4 separate regions of the Mus musculus genome follow, and regions 2, 3 and 4 are each linked to region 1. A link is a contact called in public ChIA-PET and promoter capture Hi-C data. All regions are on one chromosome and are shown on one strand. Each heading gives the region's core, a stretch centred on a gene start, on an enhancer-like site or on the middle of the called end of the contact. The rest is flanking DNA. Distances are from core to core; before and after follow the strand shown.

Evidence for each region. Promoter capture Hi-C pulls out the DNA fragments that hold promoters and counts their contacts. ChIA-PET counts read pairs in DNA pulled down with a chosen protein or histone mark.
Region 2: an RNA polymerase II ChIA-PET map of memory CD8 T cells shows a contact between it and region 1, with 53 read pairs. The contact joins the promoter of Gbp9 here to the promoter of Lrrc8c in region 1. A contact is called at or near these places in 2 of 115 datasets of contacts at active chromatin or transcription factors (CD8 T cells and memory CD8 T cells).
Region 3: an RNA polymerase II ChIA-PET map of memory CD8 T cells shows a contact between it and region 1, with 93 read pairs. The contact joins the promoter of Gbp4 here to the promoter of Lrrc8c in region 1. A contact is called at or near these places in 2 of 115 datasets of contacts at active chromatin or transcription factors (CD8 T cells and memory CD8 T cells) and 1 of 9 other capture datasets (liver).
Region 4: a promoter capture Hi-C map of liver shows a contact between it and region 1. The contact joins the enhancer-like site here to the promoter of Lrrc8c in region 1. A contact is called at or near these places in 7 of 39 promoter capture datasets (the C10 cell line, the HPC-7 cell line, cranial neural crest and 4 more) and 4 of 115 datasets of contacts at active chromatin or transcription factors (embryonic hindbrain, embryonic stem cells, pancreatic cancer cells and 1 more).

What each region holds. Positions count from the first base shown.
Region 1 is chr5:105,518,132-105,520,796 of GRCm38.p6, forward strand. It overlaps Lrrc8c (leucine rich repeat containing 8 family, member C), which reads left to right and starts at 1,340. Exons shown (of 4, transcript NM_133897.2): 1 at 1,340-1,499.
Region 2 is chr5:105,108,957-105,111,621 of GRCm38.p6, forward strand. It overlaps Gbp9 (guanylate-binding protein 9), which reads right to left and starts at 1,336. Exons shown (of 11, transcript NM_172777.4): 1 at 1,249-1,336.
Region 3 is chr5:105,138,216-105,140,880 of GRCm38.p6, forward strand. It overlaps Gbp4 (guanylate binding protein 4), which reads right to left and starts at 1,371. Exons shown (of 12, transcript NM_001359079.1): 1 at 1,265-1,371; 2 at 504-602. The coding sequence starts at 518.
Region 4 is chr5:105,816,173-105,818,837 of GRCm38.p6, forward strand. No RefSeq gene overlaps it. Among named protein-coding and RNA genes, the nearest start is that of Zfp326, 59 kb to the right of the region's middle. Within about 2 kb of position 1,294, at least 27 of the 459 cell types and tissues checked have an H3K27ac peak or open chromatin away from gene starts, as enhancers often do. A contact at or near this core is called in liver, where this site is marked.

The DNA of each region.
Region 1 (2,665 bases), core at 90-2,589:
GAATAGGCTCCTCCCCCACGGCCCCCATACCCTGCTTTTTATCATGGCTTGGAAAATGATTGTCTTCTATAAACTCACCATGCAGGAGCACACAAACTAGTTAATGGCTGCTGGCTGCCCGTTTTTGTCCTCTTCTGTCTCTCCCAGACTGCCAGGGCAGAGTAATTCTTTATCTGCGTCAAGTGCTCTGAGGACAGCCAGCTGGTTACTGACAAACTCTCTCTCTCTCTCTCTCTCTCTCTCTCTCTCTCTCTCTCTCTCTCTCTCTCTCGACTGCTACAGTGATCTTATCTGCACTTTTTCCCCCAATAGGCAATTTTTCTTTTTAGGGAGATGCCAGCTTTCAAGATGCTAGTTTGTGCTTTTAAACTATAATTGGGCAGAGAGATAGGCAGACAAACCCAAGGCTCAGATCAATGGCTGGGAGAGAATCCCTCCCCTACATCGTCTAAACAACAGGTGGTTCGGGGCACATTGTTAACTCTTTTGCACACACACACACACACACACACACACACACACACACACGATCCCCACCTCTGCCCACACAAAATCGTAGGCGGAGCTTTCATATGGAACGGCACCTGCTGCTCAAAGCCCAGAAGCCCATCTTGCAGGGTCCAGTAACGAGGGACTCCTGCCAGCTGGTCAATGGGATTGAGGTTGCCCAGGGTCTTAAGGCTTTGTAAACTACGGGCATCGGATTTTTTTCGTTCTTCCCTGTTCCCCTCATATATACCACCGCCCCCTCTCCACCCGCTTCCTGGACCTTTCATTCTCTGGGGAGGGGTTATCTCCAACCTGACCCTCTGGGAGTTCCCAGGAGGGCTATTTTTAGCAGCAGCCGCTCTGCTTCAACTTAGCCCAGGGAGGAGCTGCGGTGTAAGAGCGGATGGCGGGCTCACAGAAACCACCCGCTTTTTGGCATTGTTAGGGTTGCACACAGGAGGCAGAGGACCGATCTTCCCTGCTGTGCCAACCAGGTAGGCAGCTCTGAGCAGCGGAATCATCCAGCCGCGGAGAGGCTTGATTTCCCGGTGGGGAACCCGGGGCCCGCCCAGCGCGGGCCCGCCTGCCCTGGACGCCTGGTGGTCTCGGCAGAGGAGGAAGTTCCCGGGCATCGCTGCCTGCGTCACAGCGGGGCTGGCACCGCGGCGGCGGCTCGGCAGCCGACGGCGACCCCGGGGCTGGGCGCTGGGCGGCGCTGGCTGCCGCGGGCCAGGCGGCGCGCGGGGCGGCGCTGGAGGCGGCTCCGCTTGCAGGCGGGGAGGCACCGGGGAGGAGGAACAGGGCTGCGGAGCTGGGGCGTTAGCTGCGTCCCGGCTCAGAGCCCGCGAAGAAGACGAGGACCGAGGCGCCGCCGCGGCCGTGGCCGCAGCACTCTGAGCGCGACAAGCCATGAGCAGCGACGCCGCGGTCGCTTGCCGCCGCTGAGCCCAACCCGGACACAGCTCGCCGCGCCCTGGCATCCTTTTCTGCGGATACCCTCGCCCCCAGAGGTAAGTGCCGGGGACCCGCGGAGGGATGGAGAGGGACGGCCAGCACCCTGCCACTAGCCTCGGTTCTCTGGGCGCGCCCCAGCCTGGACCCGTCCACCCTCCCTCGTTCGTGACCCTGCTTCCCCAGGGCTCTGGGACAGGCACATTGTGGTCGCCTACTCAGCGTGCGGTTCGGGGATCCCGCTAACCCCAACCCCACCCAACCCACGCGGGCCCTGGCGTCCGCGCCAGGGACCCCCAGCCGGGAGCCCAGTACAGCCTGGCCGCTAGGTTCTGGGGACTGGGGGAGGGGCGTACTAGGAGAAAACGCGGTTGCTGCAGGGATGGCCATTCTCCTTCCCTACCTTCAAAACCCCCGGAGATGCTGGGGCCTGTTTTTTCTGCTCTTCTCCCCAACCCCCTCTCCTCCCTGGAAGATGCCTGAAGTTACACTTTTTGAGGAAGGAGGGGGAAATCGAAGGTCTACACAGAGATCCAGTGAGCACTAGTCCGCTCACCTGCAAGTCCAGAGGGGCCGGAGGGGGCTGCTCTGCATCCTAAGACCCTGGAGGCCAGGTGTCTAGGCCAGCAACTGCGGCCAGGATTTCTGCCTTCATCCCAAACTGACCCTAGCAGGCTAGCAGGCTCTCTCTCTCTCTCTCTCTCTCTCTCTCTCTCTCTCTCTCTCTCTCTCTCTTCTCCAGCGTAGAGGTGTTTGGGATGGAGTTAGCCCCTTGGGAGCCTCAGGGTGTGCTCTATAGACGCCAAAGCCTTTCTTTTTTTCCAGCAGCTAATGTTTCCCTCCCCCAACACTTGGCTGTGTACATCAGATTTCAGTTATTTTAAAATCCTTCAAGTTACCTTTCTTTGCAACGGCTCAGCCCACATCTAGTCCCCATGCTTAATGCGGATGTTTTATTAGAGGTTGAGGGCAGAGCTTTACTGAGTTTCCAACTCCTTAAGTATTTTTAAACTCGCAACAAATTAGTTAGGAAACATTTTTGGGCTCCCATCCTCCTTAAAGTGAAAAATAAGACTAATTGATCTTTGTGGGAGTGTCCAGGTTTGGCTCATAGAGCCTTATTACCCTTTAGAGGTGCTGTTTCACATCTACAGACTGCAGTAGCATATGAAGTGTGGCCTTAGCTAACGGTCACATTTCTGCCGAGTATGCAGTGCTTTGCTGA
Region 2 (2,665 bases), core at 86-2,585, 410 kb before region 1:
TAAATGAAGTTATTTTAAGAGCTACTTGGTTTTGTTGCTCAATAATTCTTCAGACCCAGTGTTCATTATAACGTGGCTTTGAAAAACAGTGAGGAAGTGCCAATCAAATCACAAAGCATCACTTCATACACACAAGGACAGCTACCACACAAGGCAAAAACAAATACATGTCACCTGGAATTTAAACAACTCAGGTGTCTGTACTCTGCAGCCTAGAACACAGAATATTACCTCACAGGAAACAGTCCTGACTTCTGAGATAATATATAGTTATGTTTGACCTAAAAGCTCTTCTTTGATTACAACATAAACAAACTAGAAAACAAGGACTTGGATGGACCTTTGAGCTGTATTGATCATAGCATCTGTATTTACAATACCCACAATGTGGACACAGCCCAGTCTCCCACCAACAGATCACCAACAGATGCATACATTAACACAGTCTGATAGCATGCACAATAGAATGTTATTCAGCAAAAAAAAAAAAAAAAAAAAAGGAATAAAATTCTACTGCACACTACTTTATAGACCTTCATATACTTAAGGCTATCCATGGACCCTGCAGACCAGACAACACAGTAACCTACCTCCCCTGCCCTGTCTTTAGTCCCACATGAGCATGAAGACATTATGCCAAGAAAAGAGAATGTGCAAAATCCTAAGACGTTAGATACAGGTGACATCACTTAATTCCAGAAACCAGGCTCTCTGCAGCTTAGTTCCATGTGAAATAAGACTAGCAGCCCAAACAAAATGCACATAGCACTACGTGATCTCTACATCTCATACAACATAAACATCAAGAGAGAACTGGACTATTTTCTTACACTTAATTCAAAGTCAGTGAGGTAGGAACTAAGTTATTTCGAGATAGAGGTTTGCCAAGCTCTTGTGCTGAATTTTCCTCACAGGGTTCCTCCACAGAAAGACTTCCCTCTGACTACAGCTGCCTGTGAACCAGGGCAGGAGCTGTAGCTGTGGTCCCAGCTGAGGCAGGACCAGGGCTCTTCCCACAGCTTCTCCAACAGAGCAGGGCAGCCAGCTGTGTCAGGCTACAACTTTGTATCTGTCCTTTGTCAGAGGAAAGAAACTGACCTCTTAGACCTAAAGCCAGCCACAGCCCCCTGCAGACCAGAGAGCTCATAATCTGCCTCCCTTCCCCCTCCCTCAGTTGCCCCTTTGACTTGGAAATCAAGCTGAGGTCCAGACTAAGTTGCTCCTTAAAGAAAGGAAAAGTAAATATACCTGGTCCCACAGCACAGGTCCAAGTGCAGTTCTCAGCTGCTGCTGCCTCCTCAGGCTCACTTCTGCTCTCCTCCCTCCTGCTCTCTTTGTTCCTCTTTTATGTGCGCTGACCACACACACACACACACACACACACACACACACACACACACACACACACACAGGATGCAGCAGAAACAAAACTGAAAGTAAAGTAAGCCAAGGCATTGTTAACTTGGCCAAGACTGGAAGGGGAGGTCAGAGGATGCTTAGTGTCAGAAAAGTCAGTGAGAAACTGTGTTGCAGCCAAGGGACAGCAGGCCTCCACTGTGGAAAGAGTTTACATTCTCTTTCTTTGGAACCCATCTCCAGTTTCCTCAGCCTTCTAGGCACAGATAAAGCACAGTAAACCCAGACCCCTATCAGTGGAAATGACACAATCTGGGAGGATTGCACGTGTGCTTCTCTCAGGGGAAATTCCAGGTGCTTTTTGAGTGAAGAGCTTTAATGTTTTAAACGTGTTTTCTAAAACAGGAACCATAACTGTTGCCATTTCTTTCTGGACTCTGTCCCACAGTTTCCTGACAACAGCGAGCTGGGCATGACTCACTATAAAAAGGGCTGCTTGTCCACTCTGCCCTCTCTCTCTCCCTCTCTCTCTCTCTCTCTCTCTTTCAATCTCTCTCCCTGAGATCTTCCTCTCTTCCTTTCTTACCCTCTTCTTTCTCAAGTCCTCTCCCTGCTTCCTGTCTCCCTCTCTCTGTTCCTCTTTCTCTGTCTCTACTACCCTTTCAAATCCCCTGTCCATGTCCAAAATAAACTCTATTCTATACTATACAATTGTGTGGCTGGTACCTCAGGAGGACAGGATGCCTCAGCATGCCCCCACCCCCCATACCACCTTCCACTTCACCATACCCCACCTCCACCACACATATCCCTGGCTTCTTTTTCTTTTTCAGAAAACACAACAGTTGTTCTGAAAACTGTTTTTAAAGAAGTAATTAAAGAATAGTAAGTAGGAGTTGTGTTCAGGGTAGCAGCTAAGAAAACTCACTTCAGAGGTGGAAGCTTAAAAATGAAGCTTTATTTTCTGAGCTCTTAGGAAGGCAGCCAGTTTGGGATCTGAACTTTGTCCCTGATGGGAGATTGAACACCATTTGTAAAGGATGAAACACAAAGCAGTGGGGAGAGCTGCAGAGTGTGATCCATTGTGTTTTCACAGGAAGGATTAAACAAGGGAGTACCCCTTGGAGACTGGGCCATATCCAGGCACCTAGCTTCAGGGTCCTTAATTTATTCTCCTAGACATTAGGTGCAGAACTCAGAGTGATAAAGGGACAAAGGAGCAGGTCAGCAGCATGGAGGTAAACTGGTACCTTAATTCTACTTCAGTGAACTCTCTCTCTATTCATCATGAATATTATCAAATACCTAT
Region 3 (2,665 bases), core at 121-2,620, 380 kb before region 1:
TTTGAAATTACCTGCTTAGTTTTGCTGATCTTTGCAGTTTAAGCACAAACTAGGTTATTTTAAGAGCTACATGGTATTGTTCCTCAATAATTCTTCAGTCCCTGTGACAAACATTGAGGAAGTCCAAATCAAACCACAAGGCATCACTTCATACTCATCAGGACAGCTACCACACAATGGGAAAACAAATCCATGTAACCCAGAATTTAAACAACTCCGGTGTCTGTACTCTGCAGCTAAGAACACAGAATATTTCCTCATGAGAAACAATCCTGGTTTCTAAGACAATGGAAAGTTACATTTGATCTAACAGCTCTTCTTTGATTTCAGCACAAACTAGCAAAAAGGACTTGGATGGACCTTTGATCTTTAATGATCATGGTAGCTGTGTTCACAATACCCACAATGTGGATTAAGCCCAGTTTCCCACCACAATGTGATGGCACACCAAATTGTATATTATTCAGCCAGAGAAGAGAATAAAATTAACTACTGTACACTACCTTGTAGACCTTCATAGACTTAAAGCCAGCCACAGACCTCTGCAGGTCAGACAACACATAACTTGCCTCCCCTCCTCTGCACTCCAGTCCCAGATGAGCCTGAGGACATTATGCCAAGGACAGAGAATGTGTCAATCCCCAGAAGTCACAGATTCCACAACACTGTCTCTCTGCAGCTTAATCCCTTTAATGAGATAAGAAGAGCAGCCCAAACAAAATGCAGAGAGCCCATGTGATCTCTACATCACACACACACACACACACACACACAGACACACAGACACACACACACACACACACACACACACAAACCCTAAACACCAAGACAGAGCTTGACTACTTACTAAACTTAAAAAGATGATGAGGTACAAACTAAGTTTATTTCCAAAAAATATTTGCCAAGGTCAAGTGCTGAATTTTCCGCACAAGGTTCCTACATGTTCCTTTGACAACAGTTGCCTGTGAACCAGGGCAGGAGCTGTTGCTGTGGTCCCAGCTGAGGAAGGACCAGAGCTCTTCCCATAGTGTGTCTAACAGAGCAGGGCAGCCAGCTGTGTCAGGCTACAACTTTGTATCTGTCCTTTGTCAGAGGAAAGAAACTCACCTCCTAGACCTAAAGCCAGCCACAGCCCCCTGCAGACCAGAGAGCACAGAACCTGCCTCCCTTCCCCCTCCCTCAGTTGCCCCTTTGACTTGGAAATCAAGCTGAGGTCCAGACTAAGTTGCTCCTTAAAGAAAGGAAAAGTAAATATTAAATATACCTGGTCCCACAGCACAGGTCCAAGTGCAGTTCTCAGCTGCTGCTGCCTCCTCAGGCTCACTTCTGCTCTCCTCACTTCCTGCTCTCTTTGCTCCTCTTTTATGTGCGCTGACCACACACACACACACACACATACACACACACACACACACACACTCACACAGGATGCAGCAAAAACAAAACTGAAAGTAAAGTAAACCAAGGCATTGTTAACTTGGCCAAGACTGGAAGGGGAGGTCAGAGGATGCTTAGTGTCAGAAAAGTCAGTGAGATACTCTGTTGCAGCCAAGGGACAGCAGGCTTCCACTGTGGAAAGTATTTACATTCTCTTTCTTTGGAACCCATCTCCAGTTTCCTCCAGCCTTCTAGGCACAGATAAAGCACAGTAAACCCAGGCCCCCATCAGTGTAAATGACACAATCTGGGAGGATTGCACGTGTGCTTCTCTCAGGGGAAATTCCAGGTGCTTTTTGAGTGAAGAGCTTTAATGTTTTAAACCTGTGTTTTCTAAAACAGGAACCATCACTGTCCCCTCTCCCTCCCTCCCTCCCTCTCTCTCTCTCTCTCTCTCTCTCTCTCTCTCTCTCTATCTATCTATCTCTATCTCTCTTGCTCAGATAGTCCTCTCTTCCTTTCTTACCCTCTTTCCTTCTCCAGTCCTCTCCCTGCTTCCTCCTCCCTCTCTCTGTTCCCCTTTCTTTGTCTCTACTACCCTCTCAAATTCCACTCTCCATGTCTTAAATAAACTCTATTCTATACTATACAATTGTGTGGCTGGTACTTCAGGAGGAAAGGATGCCTCAGCAGGAGCCCTCAGAGACACCACCTTCCACCTCACCATACCCCGCCTCCACCACACATATCCCTGGCTTCTTTTTTCTTTTTCAGAAAACACAACAGTCCATCTAAAAACTGTTTTCAAAGAAGTAATTAAAGAATAGTAAGTAGGAGTTGTGTTCAGGGTAGAAGCTAAGAAAACTCACTTCTGAGATGGAAGCTTAAAAATGAAAGCTTTATTTTCTGAGCCCTTAGGAAGGCAGCCAGTTTGGGATCTGAACTTTGTCTCTGATGGGAGATTGAATACTATTTGTAAAGGATGAAACACAAAGCGAGGGTGTTGGGTGGGGCTGCAGAGTGATCTATTGTGTTTTCACAGGAAGGATTAAAGAAGGAAGTACCCATTGGAGACTGGGCCATATCCAGGCACCTAGCTTCAGGGTCCTTAATTTACTCTCCTAGACATTTGGTGCAGAACTCAGAGTGATAAAGGGACAAAGGAGCAGGACAGCAGCATGGAGGTAAACTGGTACCTTAATTCTACTTCAGTGAACTCTCCCCCTATTCATCTGTTAGCTCTGCATGGCCACCTATTTGCAGGCCCAGGTAGAACTCACACAAGAGT
Region 4 (2,665 bases), core at 44-2,543, 300 kb after region 1:
CAGCCGTACAAGCCATCTCCTGCATACACGCCTTCCATTTCTCTCGGTATTTACCTGAGTTGCCTGTGCCTGCTTGTGCTTAGATGATAAAAGAGAGTCCGTGTTCCAGGAAGACACGGGCCGTGGTTTCCTGGAGCCAGGCAGGAGGAAATGGGAATGTACAGACAGTGGTGATGCTGGTTACAGCTGCTCTCCAGAGGATACACTGGACAGAGTGCATCCACTGAGCTTCTTTGCTCACCACCCGCCCGCCCGCCCGCCTGCCAGCCCGCCAGCGCTTCCGGTGTCTCCCTCCTGCTGCTGTTCTGCCGCTTAGTTAAGCACCTGAAGTTGGTGGAGCATTGTTTTGATTCAGTTCAGTATTTTAAAGAGGGCACTACAGAGTCCAGATGGTGACATCAGCAAGCCAGGTCTTAGGATCTTTGCTTTACAAGCTAGAACACGTGTCTGTCTGTTTTTTTCTTTTTTTTTTTTTTCTTTTTTTTCTTAATGATACTTTTACCACAATGTGGAGTGTGCATTCAAAACTGATGGTGAACGTAAAGAAATGACAGCTTTGAGGCCTTCAACTGAATTTTGGATGTTGACCTTCTCAGGTGTGGTGGTGCGTGTCGTTAATCCCAGCATGTAGGAGGCAGAGGCAGGCAGGTACCTCTGAGGTCAGTATACTAAATTCCAGGCCAGGTACAGCTAGGTAGTGAGACCCTGTTTCGTTTTGCTTTTACGGATTGAAAACATGAATCCCAATGAAAGATACACTCGTGCTGGGGGCTTTGATGGGTGTGTGTAGGCCAGGTGTTGGCACGGGATGTCTTCTTTAACCCCCCCCCCTTTGTTAAAACTTGTCTTTGACCATTTATTTGTTCATGGCGGGAGGTGAGCGTCGTGTGGCACACACAGCATGCCCATATAGGTCAGAGTTAAATTCGTTCTTCTTCCATCTTTATGTGAGATCATAGGATTGAACTCAGGCCACCAGGTTACAAAGCCAGTGGCTTTACCAGACAAAGCATCTCGCCAGCCTACTACCTTATTACTTTTTAAGACATGGCCTCTTGCTGAACCTGGAACTCATGCTTTAGGCTAAGCTGGTTGGCCAGTGAACTCCAGGGACCCGCTTGTCACTGTCCCCCAGAGCATGCCACCATGGTCAGTTTCTGTGGGTGCTGTGGATCTGACCTGTGGGCCTCGGGGTTGCATAGTAAACATTTCAGTGACTGGCCTATCTCTCCAGTTCTCTGTGCTAACTGTAAATAGCAGAAATGGCAGGATGCCATGGCTGGCTTGCCTTTCAGCAAAGAGCCAGTCTACAGAGACTGTAATCAGCACAATATCCGAAGCTGGGCACTGGCCTCTCTGCCCCAGGCATCTGCTGCCTAATCACTCAGAACTGATGGGCGCTAGATGCCCTCAAACAGTAGCAAGGGGTACCTTTCTCTTACCCAGTTTCTATTAACTTTATCAGCTCTTAATAATGCCCCTGAATTCGCAAGAGCTCACCGTCAATTGATTTAAATGCCACCTCCCATGGCACTGTTTGCAAACAGCAACATTCTGAGGGAAGACTTAACTGCAAAATGCTGATTCATCTAAAGACTTCGGTCACACTGGGCTGTGGCGTCTCAGTCAAACAGAAGGAAACTGGCCCTCGGTGTCTTGTGAGTCTGTGAATCCTTGTGACAGTGTGTTAGTGTTGTACACACCAGACATGGGGAAAGCAAGTCAGACATGTTTTGGCTTAACAGTGTTTTGTCTTTCTCCAACATCTCTTGAGCTCCCATCTGAAGAACTGGTTTTATCTGGCCCTTGTACATCCTTGGCAAGCAGTGAGTGGACCCTTAGCCACTGACAAAAACGACTTTGAAGTTTTATTTTGCTTCGAGACAGGCTCTTCTGTGGCTCAAGCTACCTTCTAACTCAAAATGTAGCCAAGAATGGCCTCAGACTTGGACTCGTACTGTCTCCCCCTCCCGAGTGCTAGAGCTACAGATGAGCACCTCGCATCTCACAGACTCAGTGGTGTGGTGGAGTGCATGCTAGATAAGGACTCTGCGTACATCTCAAGCCCCTAAGGTGTGTTTAAATATTCCATGTTTAAGTTACAGAGTCGTAGAGAACATCCTTTTCTCCTGATTATCCCTATCCCACCCTGAACACAAGACTGGCTTTCTCAGTTCAGAAAAGTAAGCTTCAAGTCATTACTGGGGCCACAATTTTAGTAATGGAGGTCAGGTAACCTAAGAGTGGGCAGAGAGAGTTCATTGTTTAGAATTTGTGGCCAGCAAGCCCTGACATACGGACTTTTCAGGTACGAAGTGGGGCTTTCTATTGTAAGTCTCTGGTGCCTTTTGTAACTGCCTCTCCTGGTTTCTACATTAACAATAATAACCAAACCCTTCAAGTTGCTGATGGCAGCAAACCCCAAAGTGCCCTTGACTGCCCATTTACCTTGCTGAAGAGAGGCCAGAGGGCCGTCCTCCTGCCAATCCCAGCAGGACTTTCATCAGTAATTCATTCCAGCAAAATGGCCCCTTTATTAGCTGAACTCCCCAAACAAAGGCTGGGCAAAGCAAAAGCTCTTTCATAAAAAGAACAAAACCGTGGAAACAAGTTCCCCGAATGTCCTCTAACTTAGGACTACCACACAGAGTGGTCCTGTCTGGTC